Regions from separate parts of the Zea mays genome. Here region 2 is linked to region 1. The links are chromatin contacts, called in public Hi-C maps. All regions are on one chromosome and are shown on one strand. Each heading gives the region's core, a stretch centred on a gene start, on an enhancer-like site or on the middle of the called end of the contact. The rest is flanking DNA. Distances are from core to core; before and after follow the strand shown. Region 1 holds the start of LOC100279471. Region 2 holds the start of LOC100285105.

Region 1 (6,836 bases), core at 2,969-5,468:
GATTTACTGAGTGTATTATGTCGGGCACTCGTAAAATATCGCTTTGTCAAGTGTTATACTCGGTAAAATAAGATCCTCGATAATGATCGCGTTTATCGAGAGTAAGATACTCGGTATAGAAAGATACTCGGGAACCGGTAAAGCTTTTTTTGCCGAGTGTTGTGGCTTTGGCACTCGAAAAAAACAACATTTGCCGAGTGCCTCCTAGTCCACTCGACAAAGGAACTAAAAAATGGTTCATTGGTGTTTCCTTTGTCGAGTGCTAGTCCGACGGGCACTCGATAAAGATGGAGCCTTTATCGAGTGACACCTAATACCCTTGGCAAAGGAAATGACAAAGGGACCCACGGGGCGCTTCGTTGCCGAGTGTCTGTATAGTAGACACTCGACAAAGAGTGGTCCTTTGCCGGGTATCACCGTAACACTCGACACAGTCTCCGTTGCCGTCACCTGGCGCCGTGACTAGGGCTGGGCAAAAAACCCGTAACCCGAAACCCGAACCCGGAATATCCGAAACCCGAATTTTGTTCGGGAATTTCGGGTAGCAATTTGCAAAACCCGAATTTAGTTCGGGTAACTCGGGTATCACAATCGGGTACCCGAAATACCCGAACTTTCATGTGTCATGTACTCATGTCATGCTTAATTATTAATTTGTACATTTATAATTATGTGTATGTGTGCATAACTTGCGATTGTAGATTGCTTGTGTTTTATGTCCATGTATGTCATTATTCAAACTATATTTTTATACTAATTTAATAGGGTGTATGTGTTTTTATTAAGCCGACACAATAGTTCGGGAATACCTGAACCCGAACCCGAAATTCCGGGTACCCGAATTTTCGGGTATTGCAAAACTCGTTGTAATTTCGGGTATCGATTCTCAAAACTCGAATTACCCGACCCGAAAATTTTTGGGTAACCGGAACGCCCACCCCTAGCCGTGACAGCGACTTTCCTTTGCCGAGTATGGAGTACCTAGTGCCACTCGGCAAAGTCTTTGCTGAGTGCCTGATAAAAAGTACTCGTCAAAGAAGCCGTTTTTGCCGAGACTTCTTTATCAAGTGACACCTTCGGTAAACCTTTTGCCGAGTGGTTTCCAATATTTATCGAGTGCTTAAGGTATTTGGCAAAACTGCTGTTTCCGGTAGTGTGCGGTACGTAACAATATTACCTTTCTCTACACAGGATGAAAAAAGGGACAAGGCTGAGGTTGCACCCAAAATGGCACCGAGGTACAGGTCCTACAATATATTGTACATGTAGAGCGAAGTGCAAGTGCAACACAAAGCTACACTGGCGCGTGTTAAGTGCTTGGCTGCTTGCACCTTGCAGTCAGCGCCGCGGTCGGTGCCACCGTGCCAGTGCCACTGCCAGGTCCCGGTTCGGTGTCCATCGTGCATGCATGCACTCGTTCGACGGTTGACAGCAGATCGCCTGCTCGCTTCTGCTATTTGCATTTGTTTGGGCTGTTGCTGTACAGAAAAGCCCATCGGCAAAACGCAAAGCAGCTGCAACTGCCCAACAAAGCCCGTCGGCTGCAGAGAGCGGATCAAAGATCTTCTCGCCCGTCCTAGCTTGCTATAGCATCCCCGCAACCAGGCTCGTTCCTGACTTTTCAGGGTACAGTGCGAAATTCGATATAAAGGCTCATCCACACATAAATATAAATAATTTATACATATATTATTAAATATTTGACGTATAAAAATTATTATGCACTGTTTTGAAGTTTATAAGATAACAAATATTAAATATAGCCAAAAATACTTATTTGTTGTCTGATATCATTAAAAATATATTCTAATATTTTGTGATACAAAGTTATCGTTTATATCATTGAGATCAATCTCATCCAACAACCTTTTTTCGATATATAGAATCACCAAGCCATTTAACCTCTTTTGAGTTATTGTTGACCAAAAATAGTTTACAAAATATTTCAATTTTAAAAAGCTTCTCTCTGCTGATGCAACCATCATATTTATAGTAAATAATACTCTCTCTATATCAAAATAGAATTTGTTTTGCTTACTTAGTGGATTCATCATCATCTAGTTGAATATAAACATAAAAATCAAGAGCTAAAACAAATACTATTTTGAACAGATGGAGTATTCCATAAGTAATTGAGACATTAGTTTAACAATCTAAACGAGACTGATCGATGGCGCATCGCTCTTTGCGTATTTGTGTCTAGAATAGATAGATTTAATAGAAAAAGTGCTAGCGTTCAGTGGCTAGGCCCCCCTGTTTTTGGGGGCTCGGTGCGGCCGCACCCTCTGCACCCCCTCCGGTACGGCCCTGCCCGCAACCGTTTTCCAGCGACCGAGGTGGTCCGGAGTCGCCTCTTGGCAGACTAGCGCCGCTGCACACCAAGGTCCTCTGCTAGTGCCAGGTGACCAATAGGGATGAAAACGGGATCGATCGGAATAACCTATCTTCTATTTTCATTTTTCATATTTTATTTTAAAAACATGATCGAAAATGGTACCATCGGAGTAAATCGATAATGAATCGGAATCGGGCATAAAAAACGAAAACAACCATCGCATAGACTATTAAAATATAATAGTGTTGCAATCAATTGAAACATCTTATCTACACATATGGAAGCAATATATTATAATATATATATGTCTACCAAAGAAAACAATCAATTATAGATTTGTTTGTTGCAATTTCACATAGTCGTCTATGATTTTTCTCATTGTACTATCTAAAACGGGATGTTACACGCGGGTAAAACGGGAAAAGCAAAAAAGGTCGAACAATCATATTGTTTTGTCCCATTTTCACATTTGTCAAAAACGAATATTTAGAGTTGTCTAATGTTCTATTTAGGGACCGAGAGAGTTGATAGACATTAAACTTAAAATAATTTGAGCTCTTGAGTGTTGTTAAAGGTTCAGGCATTATGATAAAAAGTACTATATTAATTTGTTAGATCATATATATATAATGTAAAATAGTCTAAAGTTTAATAGTTAACTTTTATTAATAAACTATAGACCATTTTATGATACTTCATCCGTTCTAAAATATAATTCTTTTTAATTCACTTTTTTCGTCCACATTCAAATGATAATGAATATTTTAGGGCTGAGAGAGTATAAAACATGACCTCGTTCCAATCCTGCCGGGGACTGCAAGTCCAAATTACTTCCACGAATTTTCCCTACTTTTCCAAAAAAAAGATTTAGAAAGATTATTAGAAAGAGAATTATGGGTCTCCGTTGACCGTTGGTCTACCTGGTCAATTCGTTCGGGACATGACATCTCACTGTTGAAGCTTCGTACCCTGAATGCATGACGCTGCCCCCAAATTATTATTGGACACGCCTCCGCTGTTTCTATTTTCAACGCGCACACGCATACTAAATGGTAAATGTATACTGGTTTGAAGTTTGATAGGTTTTTTTGAGCTAATTACATGTGTGATCTATTATATAAATTCAATAAGGTAGTACTAGTCGATTCATGTAGTTCCACTAATAGTTGGTTTAGAGGACCATCTAGTTTTGTGCATACGTCTGATTCGTTAATTAGTTTTTTCTATTTTATTAATCTGATGTGATCTATTTTTTTAAAAAAATATTGCAAACTTTGAAATTACGAGTTCAAACTTTTGCTACTTGTTTAGATTTTAAATCTGATATCGAAAACCTTTATAGACATCATTCAAAATTTTGCTCTCTGAATTTGAAATCTTTCTGTAATATCCAACGACATTATACTCCTAGATCCAACTCTGCATTCAGAATTTATTAACTTTGAACTATAATATGATATTGTAAAATTTGTATATATAGCCAGGTTAAATTTTTTGGGATTTTTAAAACTGCACACCTATATTCATAAACTTTATACTGGCTCGTTTTAATTATTCTACCCTAAGATTCAAAACTTTGTATTACACTCTTATTTTAGTATCCTTCTATTATTGTAGTAGCATATTATATTGTAAACTTCTACTGGTATGATATGGACTTTGTACAGCTGGAATAAAACTTTTTAATTGAAAATTTTGTATTTCATATTTCAAAGGTTTGTACTGACATATTTCAAACGGGTGTGCGGCAGGATAAAGTACATCTTCATGCTCCTTATTAGCATAGGCCAGAGACCACGACGGCGACGCACAGGCCAGAGGCCACGGCACTACCCTCCTCTATATCACTGCTCGCCACGCAAGACGGCACGAGCAGCCGTAACGCCATGGCAACGGCCACGGCCGCGTTGGGTCGCGTCGCCTCCCCGCGCCTCGTCATGGGCTACCTTCTCTTCCTCACCGTCGCCTCCCTCCTCCTCTTCTCGCCGCGGGCCGCTGCGCAGGCGTGGCAGCTCTGCGGGAACACCGGCAACTACACGGCCAACAGCACCTACCAGTCCAACCTCGAAAGCCTCGCCAAGGCGCTCTCCGCGAACGCGTCCCGCTCGAGGAACCTCTTCGCGGAGGGCAGCGTCGGCGCCGTCCCGTATGTCGTCTACGCGCTCGCGCTTTGCCGCGGGGACACCAACGCCACGGCCTGCGGCTCCTGCGTCGCCACGGGGTTTCAAGACGCGCAGCAGCTCTGCCCCTACAAGAATGACGCGGCCGTGGTCTACGACGACTGCTACCTCCGCTTCTCCAACCAGGATTTCATCGCCAGCACCACCGACAACGGCAATGATAACATCATCCTCATGAACACTCAGAGCGTGAGCTCGCCGGTGCAGGCGTTCGACGCCGCCGTCGTCATGCTCCTCAACGCCACCGGCGACTACGCGGCGGCGAACTCGTCGCGGTTTGCCACGGGGGAAGAGGGCTTCGACGCCAGCTACCCCACCATCTACGGGCTCACGCAGTGCACGCCGGACATGTCGTCCGCAGACTGCCGGAGCTGCCTTGGGAGCATAATATCGGCGATGCCAGGGTCTCTCAGCGGAAGTAAGGGCGGGAGGATTATAGGGACGCGGTGCAATTTCAGGTACGAGGTGTATTCTTTCTTCTCCGGAGCGCCCTCGCTACGTCTGCCAGCGGCGTCGCCACCGGCGCCACTGCCATCTCCTACGGCATTTAACGTGACGCCGACGGCAACCCCACCAGGTGAGATATCAGCAACAGATTGCCAAGTTTTTAGTTTTTGTTCGTTTTTAGCCCTAGATGGCTCCTTCAAATCAGATTTTAAAACAGGAGGTTCGTCTCAAGAACACGATTACACGAAAAAGAAAAAAACATGCGCACACTCAAACAACCCAAATTATCTCCCCCTTTTTTGTCCACTGTGGCACTGTACTTCTTTTCTGGGAGAAAAAAAATGTCCACTATACTAGTTTCGCACGACTCTTGAATCGGTCATTCCAATCAAACGACTGAAACTCTCTGTCTTCTATTTGAATTATCTGGGAGCTACAGTTTCGTCAACAGATTTTGGTAGCGGACACAACCGTGTACACTGGTTTTCTTTGAGGATCTTGACATCTCTGCAGTCCCGTCGCTATCGTTTACTACTTTGTTGACCGGAAACAGCGACTACAGTACGCTGAAGACTTCTTAGTTGACTACTTCTAGAGAAACACATACTATGCATCAAGACACATACTATGCAAGGCATTAGGCTATCCGCAACCATTATCCCTAAATTTTTCTCCCTATATCACTTTTCTCCCCTATATTTCCCCCTATTTTTTCATCTCCCGCAGCGGTTTCCCCTAAATACTCCCCTATACCCCACTACAACTATAAAATATCGTTTTCTATATCAACTATCAATTTTTTATCTACTAACAATTACTGGTGGACCCACAACATAGTGTTTAGGGTGATGAACAGTGACACGCTAGATCTAGGGGGAGAGAGAAGGAGACCGACGCGTAGGGTGCGCTGTAGGGGACACCGCTGCGGCGGTAGGGTGACCCCTACAGCCGGCATGCAAGGGGAGGGGGAAGGCTAGCGCGTACCGCTGCGCACAGCCTTAATATATAGTACTCTCTATCCTAATTTATAATTTGTTCGGCTTTTTTATGACAAGTTTCACTAGCTTGTCTTATTTAAAAAATTAAAAAATTCAAAGCCATATTTAAATTATATTATATAGTAGATGATATTTAAATTATATTATATAGTAGATGATATCACAGTAAAATTAATAATAATTATGATTTTTTTAATAAAACGAGTCGGTCAAATTTGGAATAAAACAGTCAAACGAATTCTAAATTGAAATGGAGGGAGTATATAAAAGACAACAGCCTTGTTATATAAAACAACCATGTACGCCACACAACTCTTGTGTAAATCATGTCGGAGAAAAATGGCTCACCATGCCTTTGCCCATTCCATTTCAAGCGCGCTTGTGCTCTCATTTAGCATAGTGATTTATGCCAGTCTACAAAGCAGTGTGGTTAGTTCCACTTCCAACGGGGATAAGTAGGCACTAATCAATGTGCACTGCATGATCTGCTAATTAGGAAAAGGCACAGAAGAAGATGAAAACTTGTCGTAAAGTTATCTTTATTTTATTTTTTTCTGTTGGAACTTTTTGCAAATAACATATTGCAATGGACCATGGTGCTACTCAACTAGTAGTCGATTTCCATAATGTTAACATTATCGTTCTTAGTGCTTGGACTACTTCAAAGTCCCCACTACAACTACAAGTGCTTGAGTCTATACATGCATCTTAAAAAGAACCTTGATTGCAGTAAAATATGTCTTATATGAAGTGGTTCATATTATAACTGAATTGTTTCTAAGATTTGCAGCATGCTTTTTGCTGAAGTTTGTGGCCTTTGTCTACAGGAAGAACCAGAACCAAAACAGGACTTGCTTTAGCAATTGTGTTGCCGAT
Region 2 (6,836 bases), core at 1,615-4,114, 160 kb after region 1:
ATTCGGTGGTGGAGGTGGCGGGCGGATCGACGGTTGGAGACGATCCGCGAAGTAGATGTCGTTGGTGGTGCAGCGGATGGCGGGGCGCCCCAGCTGCTCCCCCTCCACGATGCCAACGCCGCCCAACAGAGCTCCTCTGGCTCGCACTCCATGCCTGCCTGGGATTCGGTGGTGGAGGTGGCGGGCGGATTGACGGTTGGAGACGATTGGATTTGGAGGAAACGGAGAGGGGAAGCGGTGGCCTGCGGATTGGGAATTTTCTCGTGCTCTCCTCTGGTTTGTCGCGATTGGGATGAGGCTGGATGACCTGGAGGTGGGGGTGGGGCGGAGGTCGCGGCGGAGGTCGCGGCGAACATGGTGTGGCGCCGAAGACGGGAGGACAAGGACGCAGAGGTTTCCTTGTGATGATTCCTTTCCGGATCCTGGTGGAGTCGATGCACATCTTCCGGTCGGGCGCGGGCGAGGCCCCGGCCGTGATCCGGGTGGTGCTGGCCAAGGCGTTGGCCTTCTTCTACCCACAAGCGGGGCGTATCACGGAGGGGGAGCAGCCGAGGGTCGGGCGCGGGCGAGGCCCCGGCCGTGATCCGGGCAGCACTGGCCAAGGCGCTGGCCTTCTTCTACCTACAGGCGGGGAGTATCGCGGGGGGGGGGGGGGAGCAGACGGGGCGAGAGAGCGCACATATTTGGAGACAGCAGAGAGGAGATGGCGGGCGGGTCTGGCGGCAAGAGAGCGCGCAAATTTGGAGACAGCAGAGAGGAGATGGCGGGCGGGTCTGGTGGCGAGAGAGCGCGCAGAGAGGAGAGCGGGGACGCGGAGATGGCGGCGAGAGAGCACGCAGATGGCGGCGAGAGAGACAGCAGAGAGGAGAGCGGAGACGAACCTTCCATGGAACTACGCGGACCTTCCCTGGTTGGAGATTCCCCTTCCACGATGGCTGCCGAGAGAGCGTGGGCGACGGTAGACGGCAGAACCAAAAATTGTGGACGTCTACACTAGGGACTTAAGTAGTAGTAGAGATATACTCTAACTGTAGATGGTTTATAGGAGTGGCAGCTTTATCTATCTAGCCCTCCAGAACTTATCTTTAAAGATAGGCAAATATTATCTTCGGTAGATCATGTAAAATAGAGGATGCAAGTACAACATTGTAGAAGACACTGTTTTATGTACTGTTTGTAGAATAAAGTTTGAAGTAGAAAAGCTGCTGAAGACACCCTCAATCGTCCTTAAAAATGTTTTCTATAGAATTTATAAACCGAGCAAAAAATAGTAACAGAATCAGGCAATGAAAATACTAAACACGATTCCTATAAAATATATTTTTAGTGTACTTATTTGGTATCATAAATATTTAGCTTTTTATAAATTTAATTAAATAAAAAATTCTAAATTGAGAAGAATCTAATGTATTGATTTTATTCATGATGGAGTGGAGTAGATATGTCCAAACGAGTCGTCTGGCTCGACCCGGGTTCGATGAAGCACGGTCCGCTTAGGCACGGTACAGTTAGACCTGAATAATTATCCGGGTTGGATCGAGCTGCCCGATGGGCTCAACTATGTGAACGAGTCTAGCACGAGCCCAACCGTGCTGGGCGGGCTCAGTAAGTCCGGCCCGAAAATGAACATCCAGCCAGCACAAGTCCGCCGACGCATAAACCAAGCTTAAAATTAGATCGCCATAAAAATTGAACATATTTATAAATCACAGTTGAAGGATATATCTAAATACAATAGCATATATTACAAATAATACACATATCACAAATATTGATAGACCTTAAATAAAAGATAAAGATATCTTTGCAACGTTTGCCTTATTAAACGGTTCGAGTCTTAGCACATTTTAGAATGTATCGTGTTTGGGCTAGTCCGATAGGCCAAAAACTCTAAACAAACTTGGCACGTCGCTCGTGCCAAGCTGGGCCAGGGACGCATAGAGCAGGACCGTGTCGGGTTCGATCGAGCCCAAAGAGTGGGCTTTTTGTCGGGCTCGTAGGCCACGTGTTTTGGTGGCCATAAGTGGAGGGAGTACGATTATATAGTGTTAGAATATGAGGCTATGAGTAAATAAGGAAAATCGTCAATTTTGGTTAGGTCCCGTTTGTTTCCTTTCATTTCGAGGAATTGGAATCTTACTAATAAAATAGGCTATTTTTTAGAATGTGACATTTCACCACTTTCCAAAGTTATCATATAAGATCATCTCAAATTCATGGGGTGAGAGTTGGAAATTGATTCTATAGATTTACATGCTAATTTTCCGATGTACAAATTATAACACACTGTTCTACTTGCTTCGCTATAACATATATGTAGTATATAACTATCTCTCGCATATAATTTAAGATAATATACAAATATATTACATATATAAATATATGAACTTAATTAGTTTTGTAAAAATTATAATTATTGAAATGGAATTCAATTCCAACCAAACAAACGGGGCCTTAGTTAATCAGCCTGATCCCAGAATTTATCCACGATTTTTTGACGCTTGCGTTTTTTATATGCAAGAACACGTGCCTAGTTTATCCGATGAACAGATACAATACTCCTTGATGGTTGTGAGTTTGAGCACCTTCCATTCCATTACACGCGAGGACCCCGCCCGGTTATAATTATATGATGTTTGGTTCAGTGTCAATGAGGGATGGGACGGGATCAACCCTGAGTTGACCTCGTCCCTTATTTTTTGAGGGGTGACCCTATCCACTATTTTTGAAGAATATTCCTTGACCCTGACTCTGGACCTCCAAACCAAACATGAGTCAACTTAGAATGATCACAATTCACACCTCATCCTTCTTCATCCTTTCCATCCAAACACTACCTAAATCCCACGCACCTTTGGTTGCTCAGCATGTCTCGCGGGTCCTGCCGTCTCGTCGCCACTACTGACTACTGAGGAGAGGAGCATGGCCCTGACTAACGTCTTCGTCGTCCTCCTGAGTACCGCATTGGCTGTGCTCCCCTTCTCCCCTGCCGGTAACCGCGTTCGGCTCGCACCTGCTGCTTATTTTACAGGTCCAATCTAGTGCTAATCGTTGTCCATCGTGTACAATGTAGATGCCGGCGTGGTGGGCGTGAGCTACGGCCGATTAGGGAACGACCTGCCGGGCACGGCTTCGGTGGTAAAGCTGCTGAAGAAGAGCGGCATCACCTCGGTGAGGCTCTACGACGCCAACTCAAAGGTGCTCAAGGCCCTGGCCAACACCGGGATCACGGTGATGGTAATGCTACCCAACGACAAGCTCGCCGCGGCGGCCGCGGACCCGTCGAGCGCGCGACGGTGGGTGCGGAGGAACGTGGCGGCGTACTACCCCGCCACGCAGATCCACGCCGTCGCCGTCGGGAACGAGGTGTTCGAGGAGGCCAAGAACCTGACCGGGCAGCTCGTCCCGGCCATGTCCAACGTGCACGACGCGCTGGTGAAGCTTGGCCTGGACGGGGCCGTGAAGGTCTCGACGCCGATCGCGTTCACCGCGCTCCAGGAGTCGTGGCCGCCGTCCGCGGGCAGGTTCCGGGACGACATCGCGCGGTCGGTGATGAAGCCCATGATCGATTTCCTGGAGCGGACCGGGTCGTACCTCACCGTGAACGCCTACCCGTTCTTCGCGTACGCCGAGGAGCCAGACAAGATCTCCCTCGACTACGCCCTGGGGAACTCCAACGCCACCGGCGTGCGCGACCCCGTGACCGGGCTCGTGTACCACAGCCTCCTGGACGCCCAGCTCGACGCCACGTACTTCGCGATGGAGAAGCTGGGGACGTCCAGATCCAGTGCGCGGGGGCCAAAATCCGTGGCGCCAGCAGCGCACGTTTCGGAGAGCGGGTGGCCTTCCGGCGGCAAACCCAAACGCGGCGGCAGGCCGCGGCCACGCCCACGCGGCGGCGGGAGGCGTTTGGAGTTGGAGCAGGCTGGAGGTGAAGCGGCTTCGGTAGCCAACGCGCAAGCGTACAACAACTACCTGATCAAGCGCGTGCTGTCCGGTGACACGGGCACCCCGTACCACCCCGACGCCGACATGGACGTCTACATCTTCTCCCTCTTCAACGAGAACCAGAAGGGCGACGGGGCGGACGACGTCGAGCAGCACTTCGGGCTGTTCTACCCGAACCGGACGAAGGTGTACGAGTTCGACTTCCGGGGCGGCGCGCTGGTGGCCAGCTGGTGCGTGGCGAACGCGTCCGCCGGGGACGCGCGGCTGCAGGCGGCGCTGGAGTACGCGTGCGGCCACGGCGCCGACTGCGGCGCCATCCAGCCCGGCGCGCCGTGCTTCGAGCCCGACACCAGGCTCGCGCACGCCTCGTATGCGTTCAACAGCTACTACCAGCGCAACGGCCGGGCCAAGGCGGCGTGCGACTTCGACGGCGCCGCCTACGTCGTGTATCACGAACCAGCTGGTGAGTTCTCGATCTCCATCGCCGATTCTCTCTCTCTCTCACACACACACAGATTCTCAATTTCTACTTCTAGTGGTATGCATGGCAACGTGTTGTTTACTTGTGTTCGTGTCATGTAGGCACCTGTGACCCGAACGTGAGCTGGTGCGTGGCGAATGCGGCGGCCGGCGACGCGCGGCTGCTGGCAGCGCTGAACTACGCGTGTGCCAACGGCGCGGACTGCGGCGCCATACAGCCCGGCGGAGCGTGCTTCGAGCCCAACACCGTGGTCGCCCACGCCTCGTACGCGTTCAACAGCTACTACCAGCGGAAGGGGCGGGGCAGCGGGACGTGCGACTTCGCCGGAGCCGGTTCCGTGGTCTACCACGCGCCAAGTGAGTCCACGAACGCCACGCTTCTTTCTTTCTTTCTCTCGCCGTCGCCGGCCGTGACTCCAGCTGTCCCTCACTGCTGAAAGCGTGAAACATGTCTCCCACGTGGGGGATCCAGAAATCCAGTGAACTGTAGGCTCACTTTTGTTTGCTTGCATTGTGTGGTCACCGCAGAGATTATTGGGAAGTGCGTCCTCCCGTCGAAAGCTTGGATTCAAGAAACAACAACAGTCAAGTCTAGAGGATTCAAGACAAGTTCGGTTTAACCTCGTACTAGGAACGTAGAATAATGTAAACATTGGCATCTGCACATCAGGATAACTGATGTCTTTGTGTTGCTTTGCTTTTCGGACACTCATGAACCATCGTTCCTGTTTCCTGAGGCGGATCTCCTGCTAGGTTTGGTTCCCGGCTTCTGGCTTTATCGGATACTGTAGCTTTTTTAAAAATACATCTGGGGTCCTTAACTTTTTTATATTCTCAGCTACGCTATGAAACTAAAAAAAAAAATCCCAAACCACCACTACGCCATCACCATCTGTCAGTTAGTTAAATTCAAAAAAAAAACTCTCTTCAATCTCCCTCTCTCTTTGTTTATTCCATGGCCGCTGAGTATGTGCCTCGCCAGTCGTCATGATAGGACTGTGCAGACGAACGCACGAGAGTTCACGCGAGATGGGGGGGGGGGGGGGGGGGGGGGGGGGGGCAAGAAGAATAAAAAGAGTCGTAGTAGAAAAAGGAAAAATACACATTTTTAGGTTTCATAATCTAATCTTAATATAAGTAAAAGATAATACACGTGGACAAAATTCAAACTTCTGTTGATGGCAACTCGATTGCATGTATAATGAGATGGTGCAAAAAGAAATAAATTATGACAATACTAGCTCATGAGTAGATATTAGAAGGAAGAAAAAGATACTAATAATAGTGAACAATTTTTTAGCTTTCACCTGCTCCTTGATAGTATCTTCAAAGGCAACGAACATCTAGTAGTGGCACTAAAGGCTGGCGAGCATCTGCTGTGAAAGTATATAATTTCAGCTTCAATTTCAGGCAGTATCGGATGAGCAACAAAAACTAGACAGGTAAACGTGCATATGCAATAGACAATAAGACCTAATACATTTTTAAAGTTCAATAGTTTCATTAGTATCGAAAATGTCATCAAATATATCGAATACTTGCAGTGGCCAAACCACACCGGCAAGAAAAAAAATGTTGAATAAATTTTTTTATGATACATGGAGATAGCTAGTGAAAGAACTTTTGCAAAACAACCGTCTAATGTTGTCTCCTGCAACTATCCTATCGTATTCCTTATTTCAAACTTCATTATATAAATAGTATAATATATGGTGTACAATTTTTATTTTACATTATTTGCTACGGACAACCTAATAAGTTAAAATTTAGGATTATATGTGTGATAAATCCAACACCGTTGCATGAGTTACGATTGTCATGAAGGTTGTCGGGACATGTTCAAATCAGAAATGAACCTTCTATGTCATCGAGTTAAGCCAGTAATAGGAGATAAAATTAAAACCTGGCTTCAGTATTCTGTTCTGTAACTTTCATTTTTCTTTCTATACTTACCCTTCTGTATCTACTCCCCCTTCATTTTCTTAAGCAATAAAATACTGTAAGCCTCCCTACAGTAACTTTTATTTCAAAAAAAAGTTACGATTGTCATGCAACTCAAATGTGTTCCTTCTATTATATGTAAACGAGTTATGAGTAGACAACTGAAATGATAATTTATTTTAATAAATTGTCTATTAAACTATCTTATGATTACATAGAACTAAATGTTGATGTCAAGCTCCTAATAGCGAACAACTCCAAGTCATGAAAACCATCATGATGCATAGAATTATATAATATATATATAAGAGCTAAAAAAATGTCTCCGGTTTAAATGTACAAAAGAGCTAAAAAAATACTAGATACAAATTTCAAAAGTGACTTTTATCTCCAATAGAGCTTACCAAGATGAGGCCAACTTAATTTGGACTCAGCCAAAATTATTCTGTCACAATATAATAATAGGA

What was found. Hi-C and Micro-C count contacts between places; a contact is called where the count stands out from the background.
Region 2: a Hi-C map of tassel shows a contact between it and region 1, with 4 times the contacts expected there. The contact joins the promoter of LOC100285105 here to the promoter of LOC100279471 in region 1. A contact is called at or near these places in 4 of 25 Hi-C or Micro-C datasets (ear, endosperm, leaf and 1 more).

What each region holds. Positions count from the first base shown.
Region 1 is chr7:163,721,565-163,728,400 of Zm-B73-REFERENCE-NAM-5.0, forward strand. LOC100279471 reads left to right here and starts at 4,219. Exons shown (of 7, transcript NM_001152475.1): 1 at 4,219-5,092; 2 at 6,788-6,836. The coding sequence starts at 4,222.
Region 2 is chr7:163,882,478-163,889,313 of Zm-B73-REFERENCE-NAM-5.0, forward strand. It overlaps LOC100285105, which reads left to right and starts at 2,865. Exons shown (of 4, transcript NM_001158000.1): 1 at 2,865-2,992; 2 at 3,074-4,411; 3 at 4,531-4,785; 4 at 4,957-5,206. The coding sequence starts at 2,923. The coding sequence ends at 5,048.